Regions from separate parts of the Bos taurus genome. Here regions 1 and 3 are each linked to region 2. A link is a contact called in public Hi-C data. All regions are on one chromosome and are shown on one strand. The core of a region is the stretch at or near the end of the contact, and the rest is flanking DNA. Distances in the headings are between cores, read along the strand shown.

What was found. A called contact is a pair of places that touch in the nucleus more often than the background predicts.
Region 1: a Hi-C map of an unstated tissue shows a contact between it and region 2, with 4 times the contacts expected there. The contact joins the enhancer-like site here to the promoter of CITED2 in region 2. A contact is called at or near these places in 3 of 11 Hi-C or Micro-C datasets (liver, skeletal muscle and an unstated tissue).
Region 3: a Hi-C map of an unstated tissue shows a contact between it and region 2, with 4 times the contacts expected there. The contact joins the enhancer-like site here to the promoter of CITED2 in region 2. A contact is called at or near these places in 3 of 11 Hi-C or Micro-C datasets (liver, skin fibroblasts and an unstated tissue).

What each region holds. Positions count from the first base shown.
Region 1 is chr9:76,813,837-76,818,772 of ARS-UCD2.0, reverse strand. No RefSeq gene overlaps it. Among named protein-coding and RNA genes, the nearest start is that of HECA, 19 kb to the left of the region's middle. Within about 2 kb of position 2,877, at least 9 of the 102 cell types and tissues checked have an H3K27ac peak or open chromatin away from gene starts, as enhancers often do.
Region 2 is chr9:77,047,314-77,051,575 of ARS-UCD2.0, reverse strand. It overlaps CITED2 (Cbp/p300 interacting transactivator with Glu/Asp rich carboxy-terminal domain 2), which reads left to right and starts at 3,004. Exons shown (of 2, transcript NM_001075819.1): 1 at 3,004-3,243; 2 at 3,710-4,262. The coding sequence starts at 3,718.
Region 3 is chr9:76,898,369-76,902,676 of ARS-UCD2.0, reverse strand. No RefSeq gene overlaps it. Among named protein-coding and RNA genes, the nearest start is that of HECA, 65 kb to the right of the region's middle. Within about 2 kb of position 2,401, at least 37 of the 102 cell types and tissues checked have an H3K27ac peak or open chromatin away from gene starts, as enhancers often do. A contact at or near this core is called in liver, where this site is marked.

The sequences.
Region 1 (4,936 bases), core at 1,628-4,127, 230 kb after region 2:
CGAACATACAGACTCCCTGAGTGCAGTGGCAGCTCTATGAGGGCTGCTTTCTCCTCGACTTTATAGATTTGACAATTTTAGGAAATCTTTGTGAAAGCAAAGGAGAGAGAAGGAAAAGGGAATAAAGAGGGCAGTGGAAGGGGATGGAATAAAATGAAAGGAGAGAGAAGGAAGGGTGTGGAAGAAATTCAGTAGCATCTTTTTATCTGGGGTGTATAACAGGTCTTCAATACTAGTTTAATTTTCTTCTCAAAACAAGCTTTTTCATACTTTTTCTTTTTTTCATAACTGCATCCCTATTTTATTTGGAATTGGTAAACCACACAACGTTTATACATATTCAAATATCAGTGTTTAGCCCCATATTTTCCTCTTACTCCAATACCTCTTCTAGTTTGATTTTCTTTACAATCAATATTCTTTACTCTTAAGATAGTAGGGTGGGTGGTTTAGTCACTAAGTCATGACCACTCTTGCGACCCCATGGACTGTGTGTAGCCTGCCAAGCTCTTCTGTTGATGGAATTTTCCAGGCAAGAATATTGGAATGGGTTGCTGTTTCCTTCTCCAGGGGAGCCTCCTGATCCAGGGATCCAACGGAATCTCCTGAATTGCAGGCAGGTTCCTTACCGACTGAGCCACCAGTAGAAAAATAGACTAAATAGTTTAGAGACTGTTCAAAATAATTTTAAAATGTACTTCATTTATTTTTCCTGAGTATTGGAAGTATTTCATGAGGGCCAGTATGTTATATATTTCTAAAACGATTATTTTTCTCATTTCTGTGGCTCAGAAAAAACTGACAAGAACCTGCAGCTGCCCTGGTTATAGTCTCAGACTGTGATTCCCCAGCCAGGTGCCAGGACAATGGCTATCTATTAATATCCTATGCCAGCTGTTATCTCAACATGTGGGATGCCCAGGCATTGGGGAGAAAGACTCGATTTTATCTGCGGCCTCCCCTTACATTTTGGTAAGAAATAAACTTTGCTATCAGTTTTGAAATAGCTTCTAATAAGTTAAAAGGAATAAATTATGTTTCGTGCAATATATTTTTCATCCGAAGCACCAATGATAGATCTTTTTGGCCATCCTAATGTCTGCAGTAGACACGGGACACAGTATGCAAAAGTTATTGGTGAAATGATGTATATGGTTTCACTCTAGTCTGCCATGGAAATCAATCCACCATTAAAGTACCCCGTCTTCAGGTATAATTGAACATAGTGAATAGATAAAACATGAAACAGAAGAATATATTGGCAGCTAAGATATAACAGGACCAAGGGAATACGTGTAAAAGGAATCCGAGACAATAAATATGAGTGATACTTCAGTTTTTAAAACTAAGAAACTCTCAAAACACAGCAAGAGGGTCTCCAGCTTGCAAATAGGCCATATTCACCATTCTCTCAGTTGTAAGTTAATGCCTTATTCATAAAAGCTTGATGAATTATCATCTAAAATCAGAAAGGTGGTAGAAACCAAAGTATTCTGTGTCAAATTTATTTTATCCAAAGTCATATAATCTTTTAAAAAATGTACATTAATACTTTAAATTGTTTATTTGTCTTTTTGCTTTGTGCAGGCTTTCTCTAGTTGTGGAGAGCAGGAGCTACTCGTTGGTGTAGTTCAGGGGCTTCTCAGTGCTGTGGCTTCTCTTGTTGCTGAGCACAGGCTCTAGGCATGCTGACTTCGGTAGCTGCAGCATGCGGACTCAGTAGCTGTAGCACATGGGCCTAGTTGCTCTGAAGCATGTGGAATCTTCCCAAATCAGAGATCAAGCCTCTGTCTTCTGCATTGGCAGAGTGATTCTTACCCACTGCTCCACCAGGGAAGTCCCAAAATCATATAATCTTATATTGGGAGGAGACTTTGCAATCTAAGCTCTTACTGAGCCCTGGAATTCCTTCTACTATGTCCTGAAGCAAATGATCATTTAGCCTTAGGCCAACTCCAAACTTGCTTCATTATTTAGCCTTAACTTGAAATCTTCCCAAGACAGTGATCGAAGGCAGACTCATTGGACATTTTTGTTTCCCAGAAAGTTCCTTTGTATGTTTTTTCACAGAAAGTTCCTTTGTATGTTGTGGTGAATCTTGCATACTTATAATTTTTATCCATTGATCATAGTTTTGCTGTCTGGAAGATTCTTTGTTATAATTTGTGGAGAAATCTTTGAGAAGCTAGAGTGACAATTTAAGATATCCTAGGCCTGAAGAGTAGAAAATTAAGAGAGGTGAAATAAAATACATACGTATATATCCATTAGTGCCTTTTAAATCAAAGTAAATAGCATAACTCATTATTCCAACTTACATTCAAGGCATATGGTATATGGAATTAAAATTTAAGTGTTGACTCAATGGTAAAGAATCCACCTGCAATGTAGGAGATGTGAAATTGATCCCTGGGTTGGGAAGATCTCCTGGATAAGGAAATGGCAACCCACTCCAGTATTTTTGCCTGGAAAATCCTATGGACAGAGGAGCCTGATGGGCTACAGTCCATATGATTCCAAGAGTCAGACCCAACTTCGTGACTGAACCACCACCACTACCCCCAAGTACAATGCTACACTCTCTCTAACTAGATTCAACTGTCATCACTCGATTTCTTACACTGTTCCAATTTCTGTAATCTCCCCAGCTTAAAACCAAGCAGATGAAAGGTTTTGGGAATAGGAGACAATGGGAAATAATTTTTCCAAGAATTTTTTTCCTTAAAAAAGTATTAGGGAATGGCATTTATTTTTGTTTAATTCTTAGCCCAATAAACTTGATGTTAGAATTTGTCACATAAAATCAGAGAGGCCTTGGGAGACATCTGCATCACTTCAGCCTCAGGCAAAACTTTAGACTTTACAAACAACACCCTGAAACTCCACCACTTCCCTTGCATCTGAGGTTAAAAGCAAGTGCTTGCCCTCATTGCTCTAGTTAAGATCTTATCTTCTGTTGTTTTTCTTCCTCTGATAGGCTGCCCTGGGCATAAGAGAAAAGAGCTTTGATATTTGCTTTCCTCCAGGCTCAAACTAAAAAGAAGACCATCAGGAAAATACCATCACACACACACACACACACACACACACACACACACGCACGCACATATGCACACATGCACACACACATACACACATGCACACACACACAGCATTAGTCTACTGCATTTCTAACACTTCTTCCTCATTTGTGATGGATAAATCATAATGTCCTCTAACTGCTTTGGGTTTTTATAACCATAACTTCATAAAGAAGTTTGTTTACATCAAATAATTAATTTTTTCTTCCTCTAAACAAATCTTGAAAGGGATATATTTTCAACACTGTAGATTAGTTCTCTCGTAGATTACCAATACGATAAATTACTTTTGAACAACAACGGAGCGTATATTTCTATCACATGCTTCAAAGAATAGAGCAGACTGAGTTCTAGAAAGCTGGAATACTTTCTAGAAATGGACACATTTTTGAAACCAAAAGGCCAAAAAACCCGGGTTATGCTGGGAAACTTTGAGATGTTTAAAAATCATTAGAATTGGCAGAATAAAGAAATACTTATTTAAATGCAAAATAGTTTTTTTCTTTTTACCTTTTTAAGGTCAGTGAAAGAAGGTTCTCACAATTTTACAACTGTTAAAAAATTAAACTATGTATCATCTACTTTCACAACTATTTACCCAATTTAATCTTCAAAACAAGCCTGGAGGCATTACTGTCCTCGTGTTTGCAAATAAGGAAACAGGCTGAAGGAGGAAGAGCTGAGACACAGTCAATATTCCAGGAGCCAAACTTGACATCTCAGAGCCAGCTGTGGCCACCACACCATCACTGTTCCACTGGTCTCTGGGTTCACTTTCATCTGCTCCGCCAAATACAAAGCACCCTTGCACTTGCTTTCTAGATAATTATATTCTGAACATCTTTTACTTAGTAAATCTTGAAATTTTTCAAATGGAGCTTTATTCATGGATTGAGTATACCAGGTCCATTACAGGAGATTTCCAAAAATAAAAACGTAATTGGAAGAGATGACCTATGAGTTTTAATTTTGAAACTAGTAATTCTAGGGGTGTCCCTGGTGGTCCAGTGGTTGAGACAACGATTCCACTGAGGGGGCACAAGTTCTATCCCTGGTTGGGGAACTAAGATCTTGCATGCCACATGGTGTGGCCAATAAATAAAATGGTAATTCTGTGAGATTACACACACACGCGCGCGCGTGTGCGCGTGCACATACACATACACTCACAAAGCAAAGTAAGAAACATAGCCAGGTGTATTAGGGTACTTGAGAGTCCTGCTTTGTGCAGTACAGAGTCTCACCCTTAGACCAATATTAAAATGATCTGAAAATTTTTAAAAATAAAATAAACTGTGAGAGCCTCACCCTCAGAGACTATGATTTAATTAGCCTGACCAAGATCTCCCAAATTAGGTTTTTCTTGATCTTCTAAAAAGAACTTCTTTAAAGATCCTTGTGTCATCCTAATGTGCACTCAGGAATAAGGACTACTGGTCTGGGTATATTGAGGTATATCTGTGGGGAATTTGGGGAATGGAAGTTGGGCAGATGACAGTTCATACTTTCTCTTCTTGAGAGTCAATATTTCTGCTTATATTAAAGAGATTGTGGGGATAAATGCCACCAGAGGCATCCATTGGTATTAGTCTGGGAAGGCTTTTAAAAGAGATGAGGCTTAAGCAGAATTTTGAAAGAGAATGATTTGAAAGAGCATAATTTGATTATAAGAATAGAGGAGCCAAGATTAGGTCAGGGAGTTAGATGTGTAAGCATGAATTATGTTCAGAACTGAAACGGAGCTTTTAACTGAGAACAATTAAGGAATACCAAGAAACCCATCATCAAAATTTTGTTCCTTCTAGGCACTCAATAAATAGTAATTAAACTTCATTGTTATTGAATTGAAATAACCT
Region 2 (4,262 bases), core at 1,755-4,254:
ACATACAAGCCAAGAAACATCAAAGATGGCCAGCAAATCACCACATCTAGAAGAGGGGCATGGAACAGATTTTCCCTCACGGGCGCTCCAAACCAACTCTGCCAACACCTTCATCTTGGACTTCTAGACTCCAGAACTGTGAGACAATAATTTTCTGTTGTTTAAGCCTGAGCGCCCTAGGAAAGAAATACAACCATATACCACCTTCAGGGCCACATACAGCTGCACTGCCTCACCCCAGTTCACAGGATAAGCCCCTGCTTACATTGGGTTTTGCATACTCCTGGATGACTGTAGTAGCCCACCAACTGGATTCCCCACTCCCAGTCTTACTTTCTCAATCCATTCTCCACAGTATTGTCCTGATCGCTTTAAAATGAAAATTTGATCATCTCACTGGTTCACAAGCCTTCACTCACTTCTCTTTACCTTCAAGACACAACCCTAATTTCTCATCTTGGGGACCAATGCCTGTAGGATCCAGCCTGTTCACCTCTCCAACCTTGTTTCTCCCACCTGTGTCCCCCTCCTGGCCTCCATTTATCACCACTCCTACTGGGAAGCCTTCCCAAGGCTGGAAGTCCAGGTTGTCCCTCCTATGTGCTCCAGAAGTCCCTGTGCTTAGTGCTGCTGTGACACTTATCAAAGTGTGTCCAAGGCTTGTTTGTCCATCTCCACTCTTGACCGTGAGTTCTTGTCCTGGTTGTCTCTCCAGGAGCTAGGAAAAGTGCCCGGCACTTGGTAAATATTCACTGGATGGATGAATAAATGAACAAAGCACACCATGTTCTCACCAGCTGGTCCCAGAAGGAATTTTTTTTTTTCCTCTAAGGGTTGGGGGATGGGGAGGTGACCTTTCAAGGGATTTCTCAATAGTTTGTGGAACCACTGGAGCAGGATGGAGCTGCACCTTTCTTTAATGGTTTCAAGGGGAATTTAGATTAGACATTCAAGAGCCAGTCCTTGTGTCGCAAGACACTGCAGTACAAGGAAGGGAAGTAAACAATCTATCTGGCAATTTTTGAGGGGGAGGGGGCTGGGGCGGGGAAAGTTGACCAGTATTTTTGAGTCTATTTTTTTGATAGGAAGTATCAAGTTTGTTGTTGTTGTTTTCTCAAGCCTCTGATTCTGTAACTGCAAGCCCATGACCTACAGGTATAAGTCGTGGGTGGACAAGAGATCAGGGGATTCTTGCAACCCAAACTGCAATATGCTCCTGTGCAAACATTTTTTGAGGTTTAAAAATTATTGCACGCACGGTTATAAATGATGGAGGGTGTGGAAAAGGAAAGAGAGGAAGACAGTAACAATGTTTAAATCCATATATTAACTATTCTACACATATATAACTAAAGGAAGACAGAGAGGTAATAAATTCAAATAATCAGGATTTGCTCTCTTCTGCAAATTCTTGAAAGGGGAAATGTATCAGAATTTCCAGTCTTCAAAAAGGGCCTTAAAAAGTCCTGTGAGCAAGATGCAGAGAGAAAAAAAAAAGCGGGGTGGGGTGGGGGGGGAACTTGCTCTTCACAGCAGGAAGTCGTCAATGGATATCTAGTTATGAAGAAACAACTCTGAACAGAAGTCCTTATTCGGAGCGCTAAACTCACTTTTACCACATAAAGAGCAATTTAAAAGCTCCAAGCAACCTCATCACGGTGTTGGGGAAACAATTCGGCTTCCCCATTTGAGAAAGCAAGAGAGCTCCGACTGGGTAGTGGCCCAGGCCCGCGTTAGGGCTTTTATTTGCAAGTCAATGAGCCAAATGGACGACCAGGCTAGTTGTGCCGCGTTCTGGGAAGCAAGGTTATTATTATCGCCTATTGGCCCACTGAGCAATTTCACTGAAAAGGAAGAGTCCCAGCAGTGTGTGTGCGCGCGCGGTGCCATACGGGACGTGCAGCTACGTGCCCACCTCCAGAACGACTTTATTTACAAAGCGATTACCATGTTATCTATTTGTTTTCCTTTTCCAGCTTCAGCAGCCTTACTCAGCCCTCGAATTTCTTAATTACAAACCCGTTCGCTTCTAAATCAACCCCAAACCGTCAGGCAGAGCCCGGAGGGAGGCTGTGCAAGTTTGCACACACCCCCACCTCCCGGATCAAGGGCAACAGCAGAAGCAAGAAACTGTGTATGTGCAAAAAGGTGGATCTGGGGACGAGGATCGCTGAGTTTGTTTACAGAGCAGAGACGCCTCAGCTCGGATGCCAAAGCTACCAAGAGCTGCAAACGCAAACTTAGCAGAAGCACACGTACCCCGGGAGCGGCAAGCAGCCGCGAAACCGCGGACCGGATTCCTAGGCGCTGGAGCGGGGGCGGCCGAGCCCGCGAACGCGCTCGGTCCACCTGCAGCGGCTGCCGCTGCCGCTCCCCGCCCCCAGCTCCTGTCCTTGAAAGGAGTGGAGGAAATGCATCTACACGCAAAATGTCTAGATCAGGTTTACCTACTGCTCCTACAAAAACACAAAGGCACAGTTCAGGAAAGCGCGCACAGGGGAGGGGGCATTATTTGCCCGGGGCTTAAAAACCCACTAGGGTAAACACAGCCATTCTTTGCAACCCGGGTAGGCTTTTGCAAAGCCGCGGAGGCAGAAAGGCACTAAACAGGGGGCGCTGTGTGAACCCTATTTTCCCACAGAAAGCAGCCCAGGTCGCTAGGTGAGCTCGAGGTGGGGATTCGGCCAGAGTGGGGCGGTGAGTTTTCCTAGTTTCTCTCGCGGCGGGCGCTACCTTCGGGCTGAGCGTCCAGGGAGGACTTTCTGCGCCGGGGCGGTCTGGCCTGGTATTTGTGGGCCGCGAAGAAACCAGAATCGGGGGGCAGCGGGGCGGGGCCTGGGCCCTCAGGCTCTGCGCACGTGCCTCTGGCCGCGGGGACGCGGCTGCCCAGCCCGGTCCTGCGTGCCTGATGTTCCGGAATCCGCGTTTGCCCGCCGCCCGCCGGGGAGGCTCTCGCTCCTCCCTTCCTGAAATCCCTTATATTAACTGTGGCCAAAGCCCGAAGAAACACAGCTCATTGTTGGCAGCTGCCGGGCGGTCTTGCCGAGCTGTGAGTGCAGCAGAGGGGAAATAAAAGGGAACGGCTCCGATCCTGCCCCAGCGGCTGCTGCAAGACTTCGGCGCCGACTTCGCGACTGCGAGCGCCTTCCACGCCAGGAAGGCCCCGTCTATGTGCTGCTGAGCCGGTCCTGGACCCGACGATCCCGCCCTCGGTCTTCGGAGCAGAAATCGCAAGGACGGAAGGTAAGTGCGTCGGGCGAAGCTGGCTGGGGCTCCTGCCAGGCCAGTCCTCCGAGGGCTGGGTTTGCCCGGAGGAAGAGCGCGAGGCGGAGCTGGGGAATAACAACAGGATGTGCAACAACAGGATGAGAAGGGCTGATTTAATGCCTGAAGTTCGCGGCTGGGCTATGGGGCACTTCCTTTATTAGGCGACTTCGGGGAGCCAGAGCGGGGTGTGGGCTTGGGTCCCCCGCCGGATCGCAGGGGAAAGAGCTGTTTGTGCAGCGCGCAGATCTTCTGTTGTGGATGGCAGGTCTTTCCTTGGTGGGTAGCCCGGGTGCACAGGCTCCTAGCGGGATCTTCGGGATGAGGATTCGCAGCTGAAGTGCGTCGGATGAACCTGGGAGCCAGGGGCGAGGAAAAGTGGGGTGCGCCGTGGTGGGCGACACGTGTGGCGCGGGGTCTTACCGTCTCCCCTTTTCACTTGCAGGACTGGAAATGGCAGACCATATGATGGCCATGAACCACGGGCGCTTCCCCGACGGCACCAACGGGCTGCACCACCACCCTGCCCACCGCATGGGTATGGGGCAGTTCCCTAGCCCCCATCATCACCAGCAGCAGCAGCCGCAACACGCCTTCAACGCCCTGATGGGCGAGCACATACACTACGGCGCGAGCAACATGAATGCCTCGAGCGGCATCAGGCACGCGATGGGGCCGGGAACTGTAAACGGAGGGCACCCCCCGAGCGCGCTGGCCCCCGCGGCCAGGTTTAACAACTCCCAGTTCATGGGCCCCCCGGTGGCCAGCCAGGGAGGCTCCCTGCCAGCCAGCATGCAGCTGCAGAAGCTCAACAACCAGTATTTCAACCATCACCCCTACCCCCACAACCACTACATGCCGGATTTGCACCCTGCTGCGGGCCACCAGATGAACGGGACAAACCAGCACTTCCGAGATTGCAACCCCAAGCACAGCGGCGGCAGCAGCACCCCCGGCGGCTCGGGCGGCAGCAGCACCCCCGGCGGCTCTGCGGGCAC
Region 3 (4,308 bases), core at 1,152-3,651, 150 kb after region 2:
GGGCGGGGAGATTTGGGAGAATGGCATTGAAACATGTAAAATATCATGTATGAAATGAGTCGCCAGTCCAGGTTCGATGCACGATACTGGATGCTTGGGGCTGGTGCACTGGGACGACCCAGAGGGAGGGTATGGGGAGGGAGGAGGGAGGAGGGTTCAGGATGGGGAACACAGGTATACCTGTGGTGGATTCATTTAGATATTTGGCAAAACTAATACAATATTGTAAAGTTTAAAAATAAAATAAAATTAAAAAAAAAAAAAAAACAGCATCATCTTTTAGGATTTGAAATAGTTCAGCTGGAATTCCATCACCTCCACTAGCTTTGTTCATAGTAATGCTTCCTAAGGCCCACTTCATTTCACACTCCAGGATGTCTGGCTCTAGGTGAGTAACCACACCATTGTGGTTATCCAGGTCTTTAAGACCTTTCTTGTATAGTTCTTCTGTGTATTCTTGCCACCTCTTCTTAATCTCTTCTGCCTCTGTTAGGTCCTTACCATTTCTGATGTTTATCGTGCCCATCCTTGCCTGAAATGTTCCCTTGATATCTCCAATTTTCTTAAAGAGATCTTTAGTCCTTCCCATTCTATTGTTTTCTTATACTGCTTTGCATTGTTTATTAAAAGAGACTAAAGTGAAAATCATACAATCATGTCTGACTCTTTGCAACTCCATAGACTGTACAGTTCATGGAATTCTGCAGGCCAGAATACTGGAGTGAGTAGCCATTCCCTTTTCTAAAAGATCTTCCCAACCCAGGGATCAAACCCAGGTCTCCCGCATGACAGGCAGATTCTTTACCAGCCACCAGGGAAGCCCAAGAATGCTGGAGTGGGTAGCCTATTCCTTCTCCAGTGGATCTTCCCAACCCAGGAATTGAACCAGGATCTCCTGCATTGCAGGCAGATTCTTTACCAGCTGAACTACCATAGACTAGCAAAAACCAAATCCCAGTGACTCATGGTTTAGGTTTCCCATCACTTTGTTTATAAGAATTGAAGTTTGAATTAGAAATAGGGGACATGTTCTTGATTGTCTTAGTCTTCATACTGCTATACCAAAATATCACAGACTGAGTGGCTTAAAAACAATGTAAATTTATTTCTCATAGTTCTGGAGGCTGGAAAGTCCAAAATCAAGGTGCAGGCAGATTCAGTGTCTGGTGAGAGCCTGCTTCCTGGTTCAGAGCTGGCCATCTTCTGTGTCTTCACCTGCTGGAGGGATGAGAAGGCTCTCTGGAACCTCTTTTCCAAGGGCATTCATCCCATTCATGAGGGTTCCACCCTTATGACTGAATCACCTCTCAACGACCCCACATCTTAATACCATCACATTAGTCACTCACTGGTGTCCGACTGTCACCCCATGAGCCTGCCAGGCTCCTCTGTCCATGGAATTCTCCAGGAAAGAATACTGGAATGGGTTGCCACGCGGTCCTCCAGGGGATCTCATCACAGTAGGGATTACAATTTTAACATAGGAACTTCGAAGAACACATTCAGTCCATAACATTACTTGAGACTCAGCTGTCAGAAAGAGAAGGCAATGGCAACCCACTCCAGTACTCTTGCCTAGAAAATCCCATGGACGGAGGAGCCTGGTAGGCTGCAGTCCATGGCGTCGCGAAGACGGACACAACTGAGCGACTTCACTCTCACTTTTCACTTTCATGCACTGGAGAAGGAAATGGCAACCCACTCCAGTGTTCTTGCCTGGAGAATCCCAGGGACGGGGGAGCCTGGTGGGCTGCCTGTCTATGGGGTCACACAGAGTCAGACACAACTGAAGTGACTTAGCAGCAGCAGCAGCAGCTGTCAGAAAGTGGTAATTATGGTGACTATATATTCTATACCCCAAATAGAAGGAGGCACTGAGGGCTACTGCTCTCACATCAGTAATAAGATCGAATGCTGGAAATCAAGACTGACCAGGAGAAGCCAGCTCACAAGTATAAAAATTATAATTCTGTCCCTAGTTCAAAATATTCTTGATTTTCACTAAATTGGCTCCAAAATGGGGGCTTTAGAGAGCTGGCCACATTGATGAGACTTTTTCAGACCATAGTTACAGGAGAGAAGGGCCTTCCTGGACTCGTCTCAGCCTCCAAGCTGCTCCCGGGCCAATCTGCAGGGAACCAGATAACAGACTCCTAACCTGCTTATTTCAGTCAGCGGTTTTGCTTCTTGCTGTGCCCAACCTCACAGATTCCAAAGGCCTTTACTCTGAACCTGCCTGCGAGCAAGGACAGTCAGCATCAGCTGTCACCGCGCCGGTAACGGGTTTAGGCTGCTGCCGACCCAAGGAAGCCACTTTGAGTAGACGATGTATCTACATTCCTGCGGCCCAAACCCACACCCTCCGCGATGGCTGCGGCACAGAGAGAGCACGAGCTCCACCTACTGAGCACTGCAGGCCTAGCAGGCTTCGCGGCCAGCAAGACGGGCATGGCACCCAGGGCGGGCCTGAAAACCACCTTTGTACAGACATTAAGGAGGCCTCATCTTCCGCCAAGGTTAGTAATTGTTTTTGAGGGTTATGCTGAAAAAAGTTACAAGGAAGTTCATTTTGCTCTGAACAAACTTGAAACTTAACTACAGTTGGGATCCAGGCAGTATTCCACTTAAGTGAGACATGGGCAAGCCAGCAACCGCAGAGTTTGAACACAGTTAAGGACTCACCCTTAAGCAGGCAGTAGGTGAGGCACCAGGGACTGAAAGAGGAATGATCTACACTAGACCAACAACAGAAAGGTGGTAAAGCTGTGTCTGTATTCCACAGCTGAGAAACACGCGCACTGAACTCAGCCACGATTCACTCCCCAGAGCGTCTACCTCCAAGGGTTTTCCATCTTTCCCTGTGTTCTATCACCACTGTCACTAAGCTGAGAATGAGAAGTCATGATGACTTATTTATTGTTCTGTTTTGGTTTGATTCTTGAGTTGCGGATTGACAAATGATATGTTTGGAATTTTGTTCTCAAAATAGCTTCTTTGCAGATGCCCTAAGCCAGTCCTCTTGGCCAGGCTTTCTGAAAATTCTGCCAGGAAAACTCTCAAAGTGTTCAGTCCCTTCCCTGTATTCACAAACTCCTCCACATGTGCTAATAGCGCATTTCTGACAATGATCAATAAAATATGGTTTCAAATGTTTTTAGCACCTAATGACCCAATCTTACTTCCTCAATACATACAAACAATAGGTTAGTTAGTAAATAAACAGTCTATTAAGTAAAAAACCCAAAACTGGGTGATATGGTCATGCACTTTTGCAGCTGGGCAGCAGAACCTGAACACCCCAGGGGACCCTTCCTGCAGAGATATCCTGGTGCCCAGCCTCGGTCCACAGCCATCATCCAAGCATAATCCAATGAACTGCACAGGTGTGCTTCCTTCTCCAGGAAGAGACCCGGTAAACACAAATAATAGGAAATGGGCAAAGAAGTATCATGTTGGATGCAGGATATACAGATTGAAGGGAGAATGTATTATTCACAAACTAAACTTTCTTAGGGTTTCCCTGATAGCTCCGTTGGTAAAGAATCCACCTACAATGCAGGAGACCCCAGTTCAATTCCTGGATCGGGAAGATCCGCTGGAGAAGGGATAGGCTACCCACTCCAGTATTCTTGGGCTTCCCTGGTGGCTCAGCTGGTAAAGAATCTGCCTGCAATGTGGGAGATCTGGGTTCGATCCCTGGGTTGGAAAGATGCCCTGAAGAAGGGAAAGGTTATCCGCTCCATGGCCTGGAGAATTCCATGGACTGTATAGTCCATGGGGTCACAAAGGGTTGGGCACGACTGAGCGACTTTCACATCACATCACAAACTTTCTTAAGCTACTACTGTGAGAATTGCATTTAAGGCCCTTCTAAAGTTTCTGGTATTTTACTATGATTATATTTTTGACTACAGTCCAGGTAGGCAATAACTTAAGGTATTAAATATTTATGTGAGCTCATAGTTTTACCCATAAAGATTCAATCATCATGTTTTCCATCCATTCCAGCCCCCTTCTTTTTGCAAGGTTCTGTGCAAAGTAGTTTTGAAAACATGTTTCCAGCCAATCATTCAACTGTTGACCTGCTAAGATTTCTTAGATGCCTTATTCTTTAATTCCTACAATTCAGTTCAAAGAGGGCACCTAAAGCAACTATCAGCTACTACAAATTCAAGTTTAACCATTAGGTGAGCTGCTGGGAGAAACTTCTCTCAGCACCTTGAAAGCTTACTTCCTTGGCCCACATTAGAAATCTGGTCCAGAAATGTGTACTTTCAAAATGAGCACAGCTCCACAAGCAGACCGTTT